Regions from separate parts of the Mus musculus genome. Here regions 1, 2, 3, 4 and 5 are each linked to region 6. A link is a contact called in public HiChIP or PLAC-seq and promoter capture Hi-C data. All regions are on one chromosome and are shown on one strand. The core of a region is the stretch at or near the end of the contact, and the rest is flanking DNA. Distances in the headings are between cores, read along the strand shown.

The links. Promoter capture Hi-C pulls out the DNA fragments that hold promoters and counts their contacts. HiChIP or PLAC-seq counts read pairs in DNA pulled down with a chosen protein or histone mark. Capture Hi-C pulls out chosen DNA fragments and counts their contacts.
Region 1: a contact with region 6 is called in a promoter capture Hi-C map of adipose tissue. The contact joins the promoter of Tmem120b here to the promoter of Rnf34 in region 6. A contact is called at or near these places in 2 of 39 promoter capture datasets (hippocampal neurons and liver), 1 of 484 Hi-C or Micro-C datasets (muscle stem cells), 2 of 115 datasets of contacts at active chromatin or transcription factors (effector CD8 T cells and embryonic stem cells) and 3 of 9 other capture datasets (adipose tissue, liver and pancreatic islet).
Region 2: a contact with region 6 is called in an H3K4me3 HiChIP or PLAC-seq map of bone marrow-derived macrophages, with 4 times the contacts expected there. The contact joins the enhancer-like site here to the promoter of Rnf34 in region 6. A contact is called at or near these places in 8 of 39 promoter capture datasets (the 3T3-L1 cell line, 3T3-L1-derived adipocytes, the SN4741 cell line and 4 more) and 2 of 115 datasets of contacts at active chromatin or transcription factors (bone marrow-derived macrophages and embryonic limb bud).
Region 3: a contact with region 6 is called in a promoter capture Hi-C map of pancreatic islet. The contact joins the promoter of P2rx4 here to the promoter of Rnf34 in region 6. A contact is called at or near these places in 5 of 39 promoter capture datasets (the C10 cell line, embryonic stem cells, liver and 2 more), 1 of 115 datasets of contacts at active chromatin or transcription factors (embryonic stem cells) and 3 of 9 other capture datasets (adipose tissue, liver and pancreatic islet).
Region 4: a promoter capture Hi-C map of the SN4741 cell line shows a contact between it and region 6, with 2.1 times the contacts expected there. The contact joins the promoter of Ift81 here to the promoter of Rnf34 in region 6. A contact is called at or near these places in 8 of 39 promoter capture datasets (the SN4741 cell line, cranial neural crest, frontonasal cranial neural crest and 4 more) and 1 of 115 datasets of contacts at active chromatin or transcription factors (large pre-B cells).
Region 5: a promoter capture Hi-C map of fetal liver shows a contact between it and region 6, with 4 times the contacts expected there. The contact joins the enhancer-like site here to the promoter of Rnf34 in region 6. A contact is called at or near these places in 4 of 39 promoter capture datasets (the SN4741 cell line, fetal liver, hippocampal neurons and 1 more) and 1 of 9 other capture datasets (liver).

What each region holds. Positions count from the first base shown.
Region 1 is chr5:123,074,946-123,077,645 of GRCm38.p6, forward strand. Tmem120b (transmembrane protein 120B) reads left to right here and starts at 1,330. Exons shown (of 12, transcript NM_001039723.2): 1 at 1,330-1,550. The coding sequence starts at 1,482.
Region 2 is chr5:122,651,967-122,654,751 of GRCm38.p6, forward strand. P2rx7 (purinergic receptor P2X, ligand-gated ion channel, 7) reads left to right here. Exons shown (of 13, transcript NM_011027.4): 2 at 761-929; 3 at 2,195-2,263. Among named protein-coding and RNA genes, the nearest start is that of P2rx7, 9.4 kb to the left of the region's middle. Within about 2 kb of position 1,510, at least 139 of the 459 cell types and tissues checked have an H3K27ac peak or open chromatin away from gene starts, as enhancers often do. A contact at or near this core is called in bone marrow-derived macrophages, embryonic limb bud, hippocampal neurons and 1 more, where this site is marked.
Region 3 is chr5:122,706,129-122,708,876 of GRCm38.p6, forward strand. It overlaps P2rx4 (purinergic receptor P2X, ligand-gated ion channel 4), which reads left to right and starts at 1,416. Exons shown (of 12, transcript NM_011026.3): 1 at 1,416-1,659. The coding sequence starts at 1,526.
Region 4 is chr5:122,613,227-122,615,926 of GRCm38.p6, forward strand. Ift81 (intraflagellar transport 81) reads right to left here and starts at 1,318. Exons shown (of 19, transcript NM_009879.4): 1 at 1,212-1,318.
Region 5 is chr5:123,093,619-123,096,318 of GRCm38.p6, forward strand. All of the region lies in intron 1 of Tmem120b (transmembrane protein 120B), which reads left to right. Among named protein-coding and RNA genes, the nearest start is that of Tmem120b, 19 kb to the left of the region's middle. Within about 2 kb of position 1,278, at least 41 of the 459 cell types and tissues checked have an H3K27ac peak or open chromatin away from gene starts, as enhancers often do. A contact at or near this core is called in fetal liver, where this site is marked.
Region 6 is chr5:122,848,845-122,851,544 of GRCm38.p6, forward strand. Rnf34 (ring finger protein 34) reads left to right here and starts at 1,344. Exons shown (of 6, transcript NM_030564.1): 1 at 1,344-1,454. The coding sequence starts at 1,449. It overlaps Gm33044 (predicted gene, 33044), which reads right to left and starts at 1,092. Exons shown (of 2, transcript NR_169045.1): 1 at 989-1,092; 2 at 606-901.

The DNA of each region.
Region 1 (2,700 bases), core at 80-2,579, 230 kb after region 6:
AGAGCAGCCAGTGCTCTTAACCGCTGAGGCTGACCCATCTCTCTAGCCCTTCTGGGGATTTTCATTCACAGTGTCTTCATAAGAGAGGGCACACAGAGAGGCCCTGTAACTACTGGTCAGAGAGAATGGAGCAATGCAGATGAAAGCCATGGAGTATGTAGGCTCAACAGTCACTGTCATGGCTACTAGGTAGCAAGGCAAGGCCCTACCCAGGGTCTCAGGAGTCATGACACTTTCGTTTCAGGTTGGTCGCTGTGAGATAAATGCACTTCTATTGTCTAGGCCACCCACTTGTAGCTAAGCATAGCCCTGTGAAACTAATGCAGGTGTCCTTTTAATTTTAATTAATTTTACAGGGTCTTACTGTGGAGCTGGCCCTGAGCTATGTAGACCAGGCTGGTCTCAAACCCACAGAGATCTATCTGCCTCTGGCCCTGGAGTGCTTCAATGAAAGGCATGTGCCACCCAAACTGCAGAACACACACCCTTAACCACTGAAGTTTTTCCCTCCAGCCCCGACAGGCATCATTTGATATTTTATTTGTTTGTTTGTTTGTTTGTTTGTTGAGACAAGTCTTACTACGTTGTCAAGGCTGGTATGCAATATCACACCCAGCTGCAGGTGTCATTTGAATGAGGTTCCAGGAGTGAGCAAGAAGCCACTGCATGATGATTCAGAGGGAGGAATGTCAAGTCAGGATAAAAACAATGGCCGGAGAGCTGGATTTAGGGCAGGGAGATAGGAGGTGTGGTTGGAAAAGCCAGGCTTGTGCAGGTCTTTTCGGACTTGGCACGGAAAGGGAGGCAACTGTATTCCATAAACTTGGTGGTTGTGGCTTTTGACTGACAGCACCAGCTGTCAAGAGTCACCCAGTGTCTTAGAGGACAGGGATGTATCTAGGCTGTATTGGTTGCAATAAATATCATCGCCAGCGTGAGATGACAGAGCCAAGTCTGCATTTTTCCCATCCTGCCCTTGACCTTACTACGCGGTCACTGTCAAAGCTGTCATTTCAGGGCACTGGCTTTGGCCTAGGTCAGGCAATGTGAAGGAATACATGAATTTTCCCTTTACCTCCTCCAAATCATTTCCACCTCACTCTCCCACAAAGATAATCTAAGTAACATAAGCCATAAATGCAGCTTACACATAAACCCTCCACCCACTCCGACGAGAAACCTACTACCTACACACGAGGAGTGAAGAGACCCAAAGAAGACTGAAGAGTTGCACCCGCCACGAGGCCAGAGCCCGGGGGATCGCCCATGCGCATGCGCGGGCCCCACCCTCGGGCGAGGGGGTGAGGCTGGCGCCGGGGCGGGGCCCGTGACGTCAGGTGCGCGCGTGGCTCCGGCTGCGCAGGAACAGCTGGTGCCTCGGGAGGCGGCTAGTGAGCGGGCGGGCGTGGGCTGCTGGTGGCCGGACGGGTCACGCTGCGGGTTTCGTCGCCGCCGCCGCCGCCGCCTTGCACCATTGCACCATGTCCGGCCAGCTGGAGCGTTGCGAGCGCGAGTGGCACGAGCTGGAGGGAGAATTTCAGGAGCTGCAGGTAGGACCGGGCCACCTGGTCCCGCCACTCTTGCTACCTGCGGTGCTTGTGCCTTCCCTATCTAGCCATCCCAGCCCGGAGGTGGGGCGATAGGACCCAGACGGTGGCCCGGGCTGTGCGTCCGATGGGCTGGTGGGTGGCCTGGCGCAGCCCCTTCCTATGTAGCAGCGCTTTGGCTCCTCAGTCTCTTGGGGCGCCCCTCATTCTCGCGCCCTCTCATCCACTCTTTGCTCCACGCTCTCCCTTCGCTACAGAAAGTTCGTCTCTGGCCCCCGAGGCAAGTTCCAGGTGTGTTCACGAGGAAACTGTGATACTCAAAGGACACCAGACCAACCCCCACACAAGGGATCTTCCCCCCAACCCTCCAGTTGCAGTTGGCTGTTCAACTCCTTACTACACGCTCTGTGCTGGCTGGGCAGCCCTCGCTGCAACTGCGGTTTGAGAGTTGTGCTTGGCTGCTTTCATCTTGGCCCCTTAGGCAGTTTTTAAGTCTCAGAGACCCCTCAGTCATAGCCTTGACTTTGGGAGCTCTGATGTGGTTCTGCTTATCGGCTGCTGCGAGCTGAGTTTACCATTGTGGATGGCAGGCATCTGTCAGTTCTGACAGCTGGCTGCCTCACCCGGTGATAGAGGGCTGCACCCAACCCCTCACCGTTTTGGCACAGAGCGTTCCACCTGGTGTGTTGAAGGTTGGTATAAGAGCTGGGCTCTTGAGAGGATAGCATCGCCACCCGGTCCTATCAGGAGGGTCCAGAGAGGCCTCAGCTATATGCTCTGGGGACTAGAGACTCAGGAAACCTTGGGGACGGCCAAGAGGAACAACACATGGCTTCCTCGCATTCACTCTCTCCTCCTCTCAATGGTTACTTTGTCATTCCCCTTGTCCCTGTAGCGTTCTCAGTTGGGCTGACCTCCTGCAATGTCCAGAGGAGAATGCTGTCAAGGGAGGTCTGTGATGGGTCTTTGTAAAGTGAGGCTGCCGATGTTACAGAAGGATGCCGGTGAACCTGAGCAGCAGATCGGCATGGGCAGAGACTTAAGAGACCCAGGACTGTCATCCCTTCGTAGTCCCTCCAGCATATATGGATGGGTTGGTGCCTTCTCTTTCAGATCTGAGGTCTTGGGTTCCTCATAGTTCCCAGAGGATCCC
Region 2 (2,785 bases), core at 260-2,759, 200 kb before region 6:
GCATCTGCCTATGTGTGATATTCATCTCACCTATGGAGGTGAAATTCATATAGCATAAAACTGACCACCTAAAAGGGGGAGGAATGAAGGACTATTTTAATGTAAAAATGTCATTTAATGTCACCAGTGTCATTTAAGAGGTACACGATATCCTGTAATAATGCCTTTGTCTACCAATGTATTTCTGTCATCTTAAAAGGAAGTAATATACCCATTAACGGCCCCTCTCCATTTCTCCTCTCCTGGCAACTATCCATTTTCCTTCTGTATAGATTTATTGATTCTGTGCATTTCTTATAAATGGAGGGTGTGGTGGCACATGCCTTTAATCCCAGCACTCAAGAGGCAGAGCTAGGAGGGGCTTTGTGAATTTGAAGGGTGTCCCGGTGTGGACCAGGAGGGCACCAGTATAGACAGGTCCTGTCTCCCTATCTGAGAGAGAGAGAGAGAGAGAGAGAGAGAATGTAATCCCCTGAAACAAGAGCAAGCCAAGCCAGTGTGGCACTGAGTCTGGGACAGAGCCATTCAACTCACCCAGAGCAGATCTCTGAGTTGAGATTGCCATCTAAAGTAGGTAGTGATAATGGGAGAGGCAGGTACAGCTGGTAGCCCCAGTTTGTAGCAGGGAGAGTCCCAAGGAAGCAGAAGCAGACTGTCACCAGCAGCAGCTCCAGTGACACCCCTTCCCCCAAGAATCTACCGCCCAAACTGCTGTCCTCTGTTGTGAGGAAGCCACTGAAGTTTTTTCCTCTGTCCTCAGCTTTGCTTTGGTGAGCGATAAGCTGTACCAGCGGAAAGAGCCTGTTATCAGCTCCGTGCACACCAAGGTCAAAGGCATAGCAGAGGTGACGGAGAATGTCACAGAGGGTGGGGTGACGAAGTTAGGACACAGCATCTTTGACACTGCAGACTACACCTTCCCTTTGCAGGTGAGTGCCGTGGAATTCCAGGTCACGTTTCTGTCCCCATCCCCATCCTTAGGGGTCTAGGGTCTCATTAAAAAATAAAAATAAAAAAAGAGAGTTTGGGACTAAGAATATGTAGCTCAACTGGTAGAATGCTTGGCTAGTAAGCATGAAACCCTGCAGCCCCAGGAGATCAAGGCTGGAGAATCAGCTGTTCAAGGTCACCCTCAGATGCACAGTGAGTTTGAGGTCAGCCTGGAATACATAAGACCTTGTCTCAAAAGAAAAGAGACACTGGCCCTATTTAAAACCTGTGAGAAAAAAAAAATCCCAACTGAGAAAACCTAAAAATGGCAAAACTGGGTCACATCCAGCTGCATCAAAGAAGATGCGTCTTTGCTTTATCCAGTCCTACCGGGCTGCTCAAAATAGCACCGCGCGTCCTGGCGCGTTCCAAACACGATCTCATTCACTCACACTAGGACGCACAGGGCTTTAGGAGTAGGGTCACTGCCTGGCAAGCTCAGCCCGGGTTCAGAAGGGCAGAGGGCTTGTCCTCTATGAGGTTTGTGTGTTCTGTTATTGAAAAAGGTCGCCAGGAGATGATTCTCAAGTCTTTCAAAAGAAAGGATGTGGTGACGAAGAAAGAGAAGGGGTAGACCACGGAGAAGTGTATGGTTAGCTGAGTTTGCAAAGCCGAGAAAATGAAAGCGGTTACCAAAAAAGGAGAAATAAAAGAGGGGCCGAGGAGTTAGGAACAGATGGTGGGGAAGGAACAAAATGGCCCATTCGCCACCCTGGGGAGGTAGGGCACTTGGCAAAAGCATCAGGCCCAAGCTGCTATTTGTTTCCAGCTAGAAACCACAAAAGCCACTGATTGCCCAGGTAGTGGGAAGCCCTGTGGCCTTCCATTAAGCCTTGAGAAATCTGAACAGCCTGCCCAGGGTGCAGCCCACACCCCACCTCCGCATCCCTGGCTCTCCAGAGTCTCGATTTAATGGGATTTTTACTGTGTCAGAAAATGAAACAGCTGCTTTTGAGGCTGGCTCAGAAAATGACTGCTCCCCCTCCTTTGAAATCTCCTCTGCTCCCCCTTGCCCAGTGGGAACAGTTCCTGCGGCTTTGATATTAAGCCCTCAGCAGAGTCCTTGCGCTGCCCACGGCTGGTTTCAAAAGGCTTCCAAGAGTACAAAGGCTCGCCCCCCTAGCACTTAGCAAAACACATTATGACAGCTTAAGGAGTTCTGCTCCCTAAGGCCTGGCCTTTGTCCCTCCATTTCTCTCTGCAGGGGAACTCATTCTTTGTCATGACAAACTATGTCAAGTCAGAAGGCCAAGTGCAGACGCTGTGTCCTGAGGTAAGCAGGGGACCCACTCTGATAGGACGCAGGGCTGAGATGCATTCTGGGAACCAAGAAGTTTTTGTCTGCCCACACCCTGGTCTCGGGCTGCAGCCCAGGGGCCAGTGTAAACACCTACTCTTTCCTTTGCCGGCGCTCTGTGCAACAGCTCACAACAGTTCTGATTCCTGGCATGTGTGTGATCTAGTTCACATCTCACTGAAGCCTCACAAATTCAGGAGGATAACTGGAAGGCCCTATTTTATACCAGAGACTACTTAAGGCATAGCCTCACGGTACACCGTGAGCCCTCAGAAAACATGCTGCTGTTGGAACCAAGAGGATCACCCACAGCAGATGAAACCCAAGGCCTCCACAAGGCAGCCAGCCTGAGGGCACCACATGACTCTGGGGAGGGGAATTTAGTCTACACTACATTCTGGCCTGGACCATTCCACCTGCATGAGTGTCTCCTCTCATTTGTCCATACTCTTATCTCTGGTCCACTCAGTAAACGCATCCACGCCCTAATGTGCATCC
Region 3 (2,748 bases), core at 166-2,665, 140 kb before region 6:
TACTCACTGACTATAGACGGAAACAAGGTCTCACTCTATAGTTAGAACTAGGTATATAAACCAGGCTGGCTTTGAACTTGTGCCAATCCTCCCAGCTCTGCTTTCGGACTGCTGGGATAACAGGCATGTGCCACCACACCAGGCTGGCATGTTTTCCCACTAGGCCTTAGATTAAAACTCAAAATCATTCAAATCCCGTGATGAGTCGCTGGTAACAGGGCACTATGACTTGTGTATGAAGAGTTCTTCCCAAACCTTCATGTGTTGAAGGCTTCTTCCCTACGTGGGAGATAATGCTGAGAGGGGACTGGATGCTGAGAGACCTTAACATTGGGAGCTATGACATAACGGCAAATCTTATCTTAGCATTGGGAGGCGGTACAAAGGAGGTGAAGCCAGCTGGAATAACTAATTCCCTGGGACCTGGTGGTGGAAAGACACACCTTGTCCCCATGCCTTTCTGTAAGGTCCACCATGCTCTCTCAGATCCATGGAGCCAAGTGACCAGAAGCTGAAGCTAACTCAGATGAAATAAAAGATGCATGGAGCAGAAAATGAAAAGAACCGCGAGGAGTCTGATTAGAACCTCAAGCCTTGTGTATATTACCTGCTATATTTATACTGCACAGGGCTGAGATGCTCTCACTATGCTTGCTGGACAGTACCTGGTATAAGGGTACTTGGATGTATCTGTTACACTTAATATAAAACGCCTATTAAAAAAACTTCGGAAGGGAATGGATATATGTGACCTTAACAATGGTGTCTCCCCACGGGCTTGAATTTTTCCAATTCTCCCTAAGCTTGCGGTAAGCCATTCTCAATAGCAAGATGGCTACAGGGACCCCCCCCCACCCCCCAGGTGCTGGCTGTTGCCTCCTCTCAGGTGCAACTACGACAGTTATCTGACTAGGGGTAGGGACATGGATCGGCTTCAGGCCTAAGAGGGGTATATGGTGGCATTTGTGGCTGACTTCTGCAGACATCCTAGTACACCAGGTACTTATTCACCCACCCTATAGTTTCATAAAGCAGCACAGCGGGGCTCCCTCCACTACATCCAGATCAAGTTTGCCTCCTTCAGTCAGGGGACTGACTCTTCAGCACTCGGGTCCTCTAGGAATGTAACTCCTATCCAAGTTCCCCTGGCGCACGGCTCGTTATCCTATATCTGAACCGCAGAGCTGTCCTTTGCAACAGAACTCAACTGTCTGCCTTTCAATCCTAGGCCTGAGGGCGTCATTATCCTTGTCCCTCCGGGAGCTGACCTTGCTCCCTGCTCCAGAGGTAATTCGTCCCTTAGTGCTATACCACTCTTGCTTTTTAGATCGTCCCTTTGAGAGGGTCACGAGTTGGGGCGTCACCCTGGGGTGGCAGAGGGGGAGGAGACGCGCTCCTCAGGTCGCGCGCCGCCTATTTCCGGGCCGAGCTGCTGGGCGGGGCTGCTGCCCGGACCCGGTGGTGGTGGTGGCAGCGACAAGGCGACCCGCGGTGGCCACGACGCGGAGCAGCGGGCGGCGGAGCCATGGCAGGCTGCTGCTCCGTGCTCCGGGCTTTCCTGTTCGAGTACGACACGCCGCGCATCGTGCTCATCCGCAGCCGTAAAGTGGGGCTCATGAACCGCGTGGTGCAGCTGCTCATCCTGGCTTACGTCATTGGGTGAGCGGGCCTGGGGAGGGGCCGCGGCTGGGGGCAACCCAGACTGTCGGGACCTGGCAGCGCCCCCTTGCTCGCTCTCTGGGTCTGGGGCAATAGCTGAGCCGGCCAAGCCCCTCCTCCCCGAGTTCAAGGGGCGGCGACACGCCCTCGCCGGGCTCTAGCCAAGCCACCTGGAACCAGCTTGAACAGGACACTGGGGACTACTGGACGTCCTGGGAGCTAAGCCTCGTCTTAGCTAGACTGTCACCCCATCTTTCTCGCATCCTTCCCTCCCGACTTGCTTCATGCTGCGCCTTGGCTTGGTGGAGGGGCAGGGCAGGGAAGGCTTAACTCTGTGCGTCACGGACTTCTCTTCGGTTCCTTTTCAAACTCGGACAGAAACCAAGGCTTGTGGTTTTCATTCGGTACTTTCTGGGTCTGTGGTTTCTGTTACCTTAAGAAGCTTCTGATAACCCAGTACCCTTGAGATGTCACACTTCCCAAAAGTGTCCCAAGGTCACTTCCTTTGTTTTGTTGGATTGGTTGGGAATATGAGTACCCGCCTGATTTTGATTCTAAACTCTGCTCTTCATTACTGTTTATATATACCCTCCCATCACTAGGCGTTATGAAACGTTTAATTTTAATTGGATGCACCTGTAAGGCTGTAATACACCCCAGGAGAGATGGTGAACCTTACCTTGCCTCCTGGGCCCAATTTCAAGGTATTCGAGTGTCAACAGCTGCTAGCGTGACAGGTGGATCTGTTTTCTTACTAAAGGGCCTAAAGCACGGGTCCCCAAACAACACATTGGAGTCACTTAGGAATCCACAAAAAACACAGATAGATTGCCAATTCACAAACTGACTCAGAGCTGTAAGACCTCTGTGCCTGACCACACTCACCTGAGAAAGCTTTGTGTGGCCTTAGGTATATGAAATAGGTACACAGGTGGCTGGAGAGATGGCCCAGAGAGATGGTTAAGAATGCCTAAGATACAGCCTTTAATCCTAGCACTGGTGAGAGACAGGTAGGCAGATATCTATGAGTTCAAAGCCAGCCTGGTCTACATAGTTTCAGGACAACCAGAATTATTACAGTGTCCCAAC
Region 4 (2,700 bases), core at 68-2,567, 240 kb before region 6:
CTTTAATTGGGTGGGTGAAGCTTACATTTAGAAGACATTTGGAAGAAAGGAAGGAAGGAAAGGAGGAAGGAAGCTAGAAGGAAGGAAATAAAGTTGTTCTAAAAGATAAGAAAGGATGGCACAACCAGTATGGTTGCTAAATTTAAGGTTTCTTTTTAAGTTTATATATAAAGACTATCTCAGGGATAGTAGTGTGCAATTTTAATCTCAGTGCTAGGAGGCAGAGGCAGGAGGATTTCTGAGTTTGAGGCCAGCCTGGTCTACAGAGTGAGTTCCTGGCCAGCCAGGACTCTACAGAGAAGCATTGTCTCAAAAAACAAGCCAGAAATAAATAAATTACAGAGAATATCTTTACTTTTTAAAAACTTGGGAGGCTCAAGTTTTCAACTGTAAAAATATAATACACATCCTTATATCCACATATATTTAAACTAATTTAGAAGTTGTCCATACGGCTTTTTCTTCTCTGAGAAACACAAAATCAAACCAAATATCTGGATAAGCAAGAAAATGTTGCCAAGAGAAGAAAAGGGGAGGGGCTCACGATTATTACAGGCAACTTAATGGTTGCTAAGGGTGGGGAACCATAATTAAACTCATTGGACCTCCAAAAGAAAAGGGGAGTGAGGTGGGGGCAAAAAAGTCGAAGGGAGAAGGGTTAGGAAATGGATTCCGTGGGAGCAGGAAAGCGAAGAGCGAGAAACGGGGATGGGGTGATGGAATACACTATATGTATGCATGTGTGAATACAGTGGTACCCATTATGCGCAACTAATACACGCCAAGTTTCCAAACTTTTTTAAGAAAAGAAATGAGCTGCGTTGCCCCACCAGCTTTCAGAGGACAGAGATGCTCTTGAACCAGGTAGGGCTGTCGCTGCCCGCCGGGCGCTGCGCGCTAAAATTAGCAAAAGCAATTACTCTCCCTCTTCCAGCGCAACCGGCCGAGCTAATTCACCAGCACTCACCCACTGCAGCACCCAGGGGGAGCCGGGGCAAGAATTAAAACCAGGACGCGCGTGGTATCCGGCCCAGCCGGGGCAGCGCGCGCAGGCCTACGGCCTCCTGCGACGCCCGGAGACCGAGGGGGACCCGCGCGGCCGACCCCCCGCCCCCCGACAGGCCCTGCTGCCGCCACCGGCCGGGAGCGGGCGCAGCTTGACGGGATTCGGGGGTTCGCGGAGTTCCCGACCGCGAGTTGGCGGGGGTTACCTCAAATCCTCCTCACGAAACCACCTCCCCACCCTCGGGAGGCACTGGGGCGCTTGCGGGTTCTTAGAGACCGCTCCTTGGCAACGGTTGCCATGCGGTGACGTCACTTCCTCTGGCTCGGGGAGGAGGGGGGCGCGCGCACACCGGAGGGCGGAGCCTCGGGCTGGAAAGCTTGGCCCTGGTACCTGGGGTTCCGAACCTCTGCAGAAAGCCTAGGGTGACTCTGGCTGTTATTCCCACTTAGACTCCTGCTGATAATAACCTTTGCGAACCGTCTACCGTTCTCACCTTGACAAAGGGCTTAACCTGTGCTGTTTGCGTGTGCTGTTTCATTCATTCATTCATTTATTTACCAAACTTGGGGCGACTTGTTTGAAGCAGGACTGGATAGGGTTTGGGGTCAGAAAGCATTGGGCGTGGTTTCCGAATTTAGGTTTTCGACGAAAGAATCTCCAGGTTAAATCATGCATGGAACAATTATAAACTATGGATTGAGAGACCCAGACATGGAGAGGAGAGACAGACCGGGACAAATGGAGGCCTACTCTGAAAACTAGGTTAGATGCTCAGACATCCTTGGAGAAACAGTAAATGTAATACCAGACTTGCCACAACCTCAAGCTAACAAATGATAAATTAGGCATTCCATACTGCTGACTGCTGGAAATGCAATAGAGAACAAGACCCAATAGGGTTGGTTCTGTCCTCACAGAGATGATGGGGAAAGAGAGGCAATATAGTTAAACAGCCCAGGACGGAGAGAAATGTACCAAGATGTCTCAGTGATGACAGAGTATGTGTGACGTTTACTGGGGGACAGGGATGGCTGAAGGAATCATACTGTCATGTCTCCATTAGACAGAGCGCTGTTTAAAGACCAGTAAAAAGAATCCAAATGACCTGTTGAGGTAGCTCAACTGGTAAAGGCGCTTGGCACACAAACCTAGAGACAGGTTCCACAGAGACAGATTGTGGTGTCCCCACCTGCTACAGACGAAAGGAGGAACTGACTTCACCCTGTGATTCCTTGGTGGGATTCACTGAGGAGTCTAAGAAGACATTCCTAGCAACAGTTTTACAGCATAGAGACCTTGCTTATTCTGTCTGAAACAAACTGTGGGTAGCTTTTCTTTTCCCCCCAGAGACGCCTGGTCAAGTCTGGTATGTAAGCTCCTAATGGTACCTTCTAACTGAACTGTGTTTGAGATTTTGAATAGATTTCTAACAGGCTCTAACAGCGGTTCTGAAAGCTTGTCACTTCTACCTCACCTCCCGCTCCACCCCCTCTTCCTCCACCTCCTCATCCTGTTCTCCTATAGCCTGTGCTAGGAAAGAACTCTACCACTGAGTTACACCTCCGACCTTGCTTTTTATTTTATTACATCATTAATTTATTGTGTGTAGGAGGGCCGGGCCCGTTGTGAGCAAGGCCACCCCTGGGCATGTGGGCCTGGCCGATGTAAGAAAGGTAGCTGAGAATCTCAGGAGA
Region 5 (2,700 bases), core at 28-2,527, 240 kb after region 6:
GGCAGGCAGGCAGGCAGGCAGGCACTTGACTGTGCTACCTGCCCAGTCCCAAGAAAACTTACTAATTGCAAATAGCAAAAGTTGATCACTTGGGTGCTGGAGAGATGGCTCAGAGGTTAAGAGCACTGCCTGTTCTTCCAGAGGTCCTGGGTTCAATTCCCAGCAACCACATGGTGGTTGACAACCATCTGTAATGAGATCTGATGCCCTCTTCTGGTGTGTCTGAGGACAGCTACAGTGTACAGTATATAATAAATATTAAAGAAAAAAAAAAAAGATGATCACTCTACAGTAGATCCTTGGAGGGACACCTTTACCAAACACTCCAGGCTGACACCACGGATGACAGGAAGCCTGTCATCAGATCCAGGCCCACTATGAAATCAGAACCAAATCCTATGGAAGCATCAGGTTGAGCCCAGGTTGAGAGACTTTCTCTCAATGATAGAAATGGACTTGAAAGATATCAGTTCAGGCCAGGCAGTGGGTGGCTTAAGCCTTAAATCCCAGCACTCAGGAGGCAGAGGAGTTCAAAAGTTGAAGTTCTAGGTTGAAGAAACACACACACATACTCACATGCCCGTGCAAATACTCAGTGTAAAATTGAATGGGATCTGAGATCTGAGGGACAATTTTGGCAAAAGAAACTGGGCTGAAAGGTGGCTCAGCAGATAAGATGCCAAGCCTGACGGCGGCCCGAGTTCTATCACGGGGACCCACCTGATGGAAGGACAGAACCACTCCACCTACACACTGCCCTCTGACCTCCTCGAGTGCACTGTGGCAAGTCATGAATAAACAGCTAAATGTAATTGAAAACATTTAACGAAGGCAGTTGGCACGTGTGAGCCGTGGTATCTTCGACAAAAGCCTCAGGTTACATATATCAAGGCTCAGTAACTGCATCTGACTGTAGCAGATACCGTTGATGCCAGCTGATGCACTCTGATGCTCAACTGAGAAGTACAATGGTTATGGCCGACTCCCTAATGCGTCAGCACAAGGATGGGTAAACTTCCTTGGCAAAGAGCCATACGGTCTGTGTCAATGCCGCTCACTCGACTGCTACAGCACTGAGCATGCGCGACGGAGCAGGAGTAAAAAACGGCGCGTGTGTTTGCTGCAATTCCAGTGACCTGTAATGTTCGCAGGGCATGGGATGTTTTAAAACTTTTATTATTTTCAACCCTCCAACACCCACTTCTGCCTTACAGCCTCCACAGGCTTGGACGGCAGGCTCTGCCTGCAGGTCCCTGATACCTGATAGAGAAAAAGATGGGTACGTGCACAGGAGATAGTGTACCCTGAGAGATGCCTGTTATGGAGGGTGGGGAGGGGGAGGGGATGCTCTAGAGTGTGGCGTTCTTCACACAGCTTTGGAAATTCTGCAAGCTTGAAATTATTTTAGGATGAATAAGCCTATTGGGAAAACTTAATTTTCCTCTCTGAGAGGCCCTGGAAGGATAGGGGGCTGTTAGCTCTGCCCCCCCCCCTTTGCAAATTAATGGTCCAGGGTGACTGGCTTATGCATTCTTGGATATCATTGCTAATAGTTCTCTCCTCCCCCCCACTTTATTTATTAATTTGTTTATTGCTTTTTTGAGATGTAGTCTCACTATGCAGTCCTGTCTGGCCTACAATCTGCTATATAGACCAAGCCTGGCTTGAGCTAGTGATGATGCCCCTGCCCCTGCCCCTGCCCCCGCCCTGCCCCCTGAGAGCTGGGGCTGAAGGTAATGCCTATCATTCCTGTTCTGTTTTTTATTTTTCTTCCTTCACTTCTTCCTAATTTTCTGCTTTACCTTCCTCTCTTGACTGGCAGACATAATAGTTTAGACTCTACTTGGTACCTGCTCCTTTCCCCCTCTGCTAAGTACGCTTCTGTGTCAGCTAAGAAAATGACTGTTTAAACCAGGCATGGTGGCACATGCCTTTGATCCCAATACTTGGGACACAGAGACATCCGGATCTCTTGAGTTGGAGGCCATTCCTGTCTGTATAGAGTTGCAGGTCAGCCAGGGGACTTCAGGGAGATGCTATTTGAAGAAGGAAGGAAGGAAGAAAAGGGAGAAAGAAGAGAAACGGGTCTTTGAACCCTGTCCACTGCTCACTGATCTGTGCCCTCCTGTCGGCTCCCGCCCCTCCATGGTCATTACGCATTGGAAGCGGAGTGTGGCAGCAATTTGAGAACTGACTGTGTTCCTCTCTCCCAGCATCGGGATAGCCTCTTGTATGAGTCAGAAGGGTTATTTCCAAGAATGCAATACCAAGTTTATTGAGTGATGTTGACTGGGTAAGGGAAGACGGCTTCTAGGGACTCCTCCCTAGAGGAGCTTTGCAAGCGCAGGCCAGAAACCCAGAGTGAAGCGTTAGTAGGAAAGAGCTTGTGGTTCATACAACCCACGAGGCAAGCCCAAGAATTGGAATCCATGTCATGTTGTCACCATAAATACTGGAGACTGTGTAAGGAAAAGTGCCTTGGCTTATGGTTCTGAAGGCTGAATCCAGCTCAGGGACAACGTCTGGCAAGGGTCACGATGCGCATATGGTAGATAATATGGATCATGATCAAAGTCGTGGACAAGCAGTGCATATAGAAGATCGTGCGCTAAGAGACCGAGGGAGGAGCCGGGCAGTGGTGGCCCATGCCTTTAGCCCCTACACTTGGGAGGCTGAGGCAGGTGGATCTCTGAGTTCGAG
Region 6 (2,700 bases), core at 94-2,593:
TCTTACAGAGGACTTGGGTTTGGTTTCTAACACTCACATAGTGGTTCACAACTGTAATTCAGTTGCAGGGCATCCAACATCCTCATCTGACTTCCCTGATCACTGTACACATGTGGTGCACAGATACACATGCAGGCAAAACCAGATACAAAGAATTTTAAAGTATTATTATTATTATAAGAATAGGAGTTGTCTGGGTCTTCGCTAAGGAAGAAGTAACATCTTGAGCTCTAAAATTTCAATTATTATTATTATTTTATTATTTTTTAAGACAGGGTTTCTCTGTATAGCCCTGGCTGTCCTGGAGCTCACTTTGTAGACCAGGCTGGCCTCGAACTCAGAAATCCGCCTACCTCTGCCTCCCAAGTGCTGGGACTAAAGGTGTGTGCCACCACGCCCGACCTCAAATATTATTTTGAAGTGAGAGAAAGAAATGTAGGAAAACCAACTAATTAAAGCCTTAATCCAGCAAGGCTGAAGAAATTTATACCATCTTTTGCCACTTGTTTTTCTGCCCCGACGTCAGTTTGAAGGGATCATGTGAATTCTTTGAAAGGGTTAGTTAGTACTTGGGTAAATTTGAACATTACATCAATTGGACGCAGTTGTGGTGGAACACATCTTTAATCTCAAGCACTCGGAAGGCAGAGAGGCAGGCATGATTTCTCTGAGTTCCAAGCCAGCCTGGTGTAAACTGGGAGTTCTCTGGCCAGCACAGCCAGGAAAAAATCTTGTCTAAAAAGAAAACCGCACACACACACATACGAACCGAACGACAAAGAATTGGAATTGGACAGCCTTTGGTTCTTCAGCCGTTCTCAGTACATCTTCTAAATGGCTCGCCCTAGATCGTGCTGCCCCTCTTCCTTGAGGAGATCCGAGGTTCTCCTGGTGATGAGATCTAGAACATTCGGAGAATGGGTTAAGCCCGAGAGAGGCCCTGCTCCGCAGGTTAGAATAAAAGCTTCAAACCAACAGTGTTTCCTACTTCACCACAGCTCTTTTTCTGCCTCGGGCCGAGGGAAGCTATCCACCCAAAATAGGAAGCCAATTCAGCCTGAGCGGCTTTCTCTCCGACAGACCGGGCGTCACGTCGCGTCACGCCCCGCCCCGCCCCTCTTCGCCCCGCCCCGTTTCCCTCCGCCCCTCCCCTCTCCCCTTCGCTCGCAAGACTGCGCCCGAAACCCCGCCCCTTCTTCACCATTTCATTGGCTTTGGTGATCGGGCCCCCCGAAGACCCGCTTCGGATTGGTGGGCTCCGCCCGCCGCTCGGCGTCTTCCCGGGGCGTGAGCCGAGCGTGGCCATGCCCCCTTACGTAGGGACGCTCAGTGGGTCTCGGGAGGCGCCGCATTCGCCGCCTTAGAAGGAAGGAAGATCCGTTGTGTGAGGAGGCTGCTATGGTGCTGAGTTCCCCGGTAGAGCCGACCGAGCCGAGGCGGTCGCGGCCATGAAGGTGAGGGGCTGGTGGAGCCGGGAGGCTCTCCTTGCCTCTCCCGTACGCCCAGAGCGCTTCCTGTTTTCCGTCTCAGCGGTTACCCAGAGGGGCTTCGTGAGAGACCACCACGTAGCGGGGCGCCCGGCCCGAAGTGTGTGTGGGGCCCCGACCGGTTCCAGCCGGAGAGGCCAGGCAGCAGACCCTCCCGAGCTCCCACAGCGCCCTCCGGCGTCCTGGCCGAGGAGGCGGCTAGTGGCCCTGCGGTCTCAGCCCGCTGGGCCCTGTTCCCAGGGCCCTGTGCTCTTCTCGGGGTCCCGAGCTTTTTTTTAAGCCGCAAGAGCCTCGGTGTCTCTGGCCATGGCTGTGCCCTCTGCCTCCCCCGAGTCCTTGAGCTAACCCAGACTTCGGGGGGTGCATCACGAGACAGAAGGCATAGAGAGCGCTGCGTGGTATGATGAGGCTAGGACCTGAGTGGCCCATGGGGGGTTGGGGGTGTCCTCCTTCAAGGAGTCCTTCCCGTGGGTTTAAATGTTGTGGCCGTGACCTAGAGCGCTAGACGTGTCTACATCGCCACTAGGTACGCAGCAAGTAATTTGGCAGCCTTGCTCCCAGGTGGGAGTGAGAGCGTGGGAGAATCACTGATAGAAGTTTCAGAAAAGGGCAGGTTTTGTGTGTGTGTATGTGGTGTGTGTGTGTGTGTGTGTGTGATTTTGGCCTACTTAGGGGAGATGAATTTTCTCAACCCCATCGCAGAGAGTTCTAAAGAGGCTGTGTACAGCAGTCAATTCAGGCATTGATTCATTTGCCCAAAATCAAGTCAAATGGCGTGAGTCAGAAGGTGGTGATGTCTTCCCTCACGGTGTTGTATCCATCTCGTGGAAGAAGTAAGTGTGTTGGCTTTGGGCTGCTAGATTGACGACCTTGCACAGAGTGTCAAAGATTTACTGTGGACGATTGAAGAGAGGGTCAAGTGGATAGAGAAATTCAGCAAGTGTTTTGCCCAGCACCTTCACTGCCTTAGTCAAGATGGGGTAGAGGTAATTCAAAATATAATCACCCTGTTTAAGAAAGAGTTTGCCAGTTAAAAGAAAAGAGCCCCTTAAGCATGGTGGCACAAGCCCGTGATCAGCGTTTAGGAGGTAGAGGTGGAGGATTGCTGCATGTTTGAGGCCAAGCAAGTGTTTTCGTGGAAAACCAACCAACAACAATCCCCTGAGAGATAGATCTCAAGTAGCCACATTACAAACTGCAATAATGTAAGGTG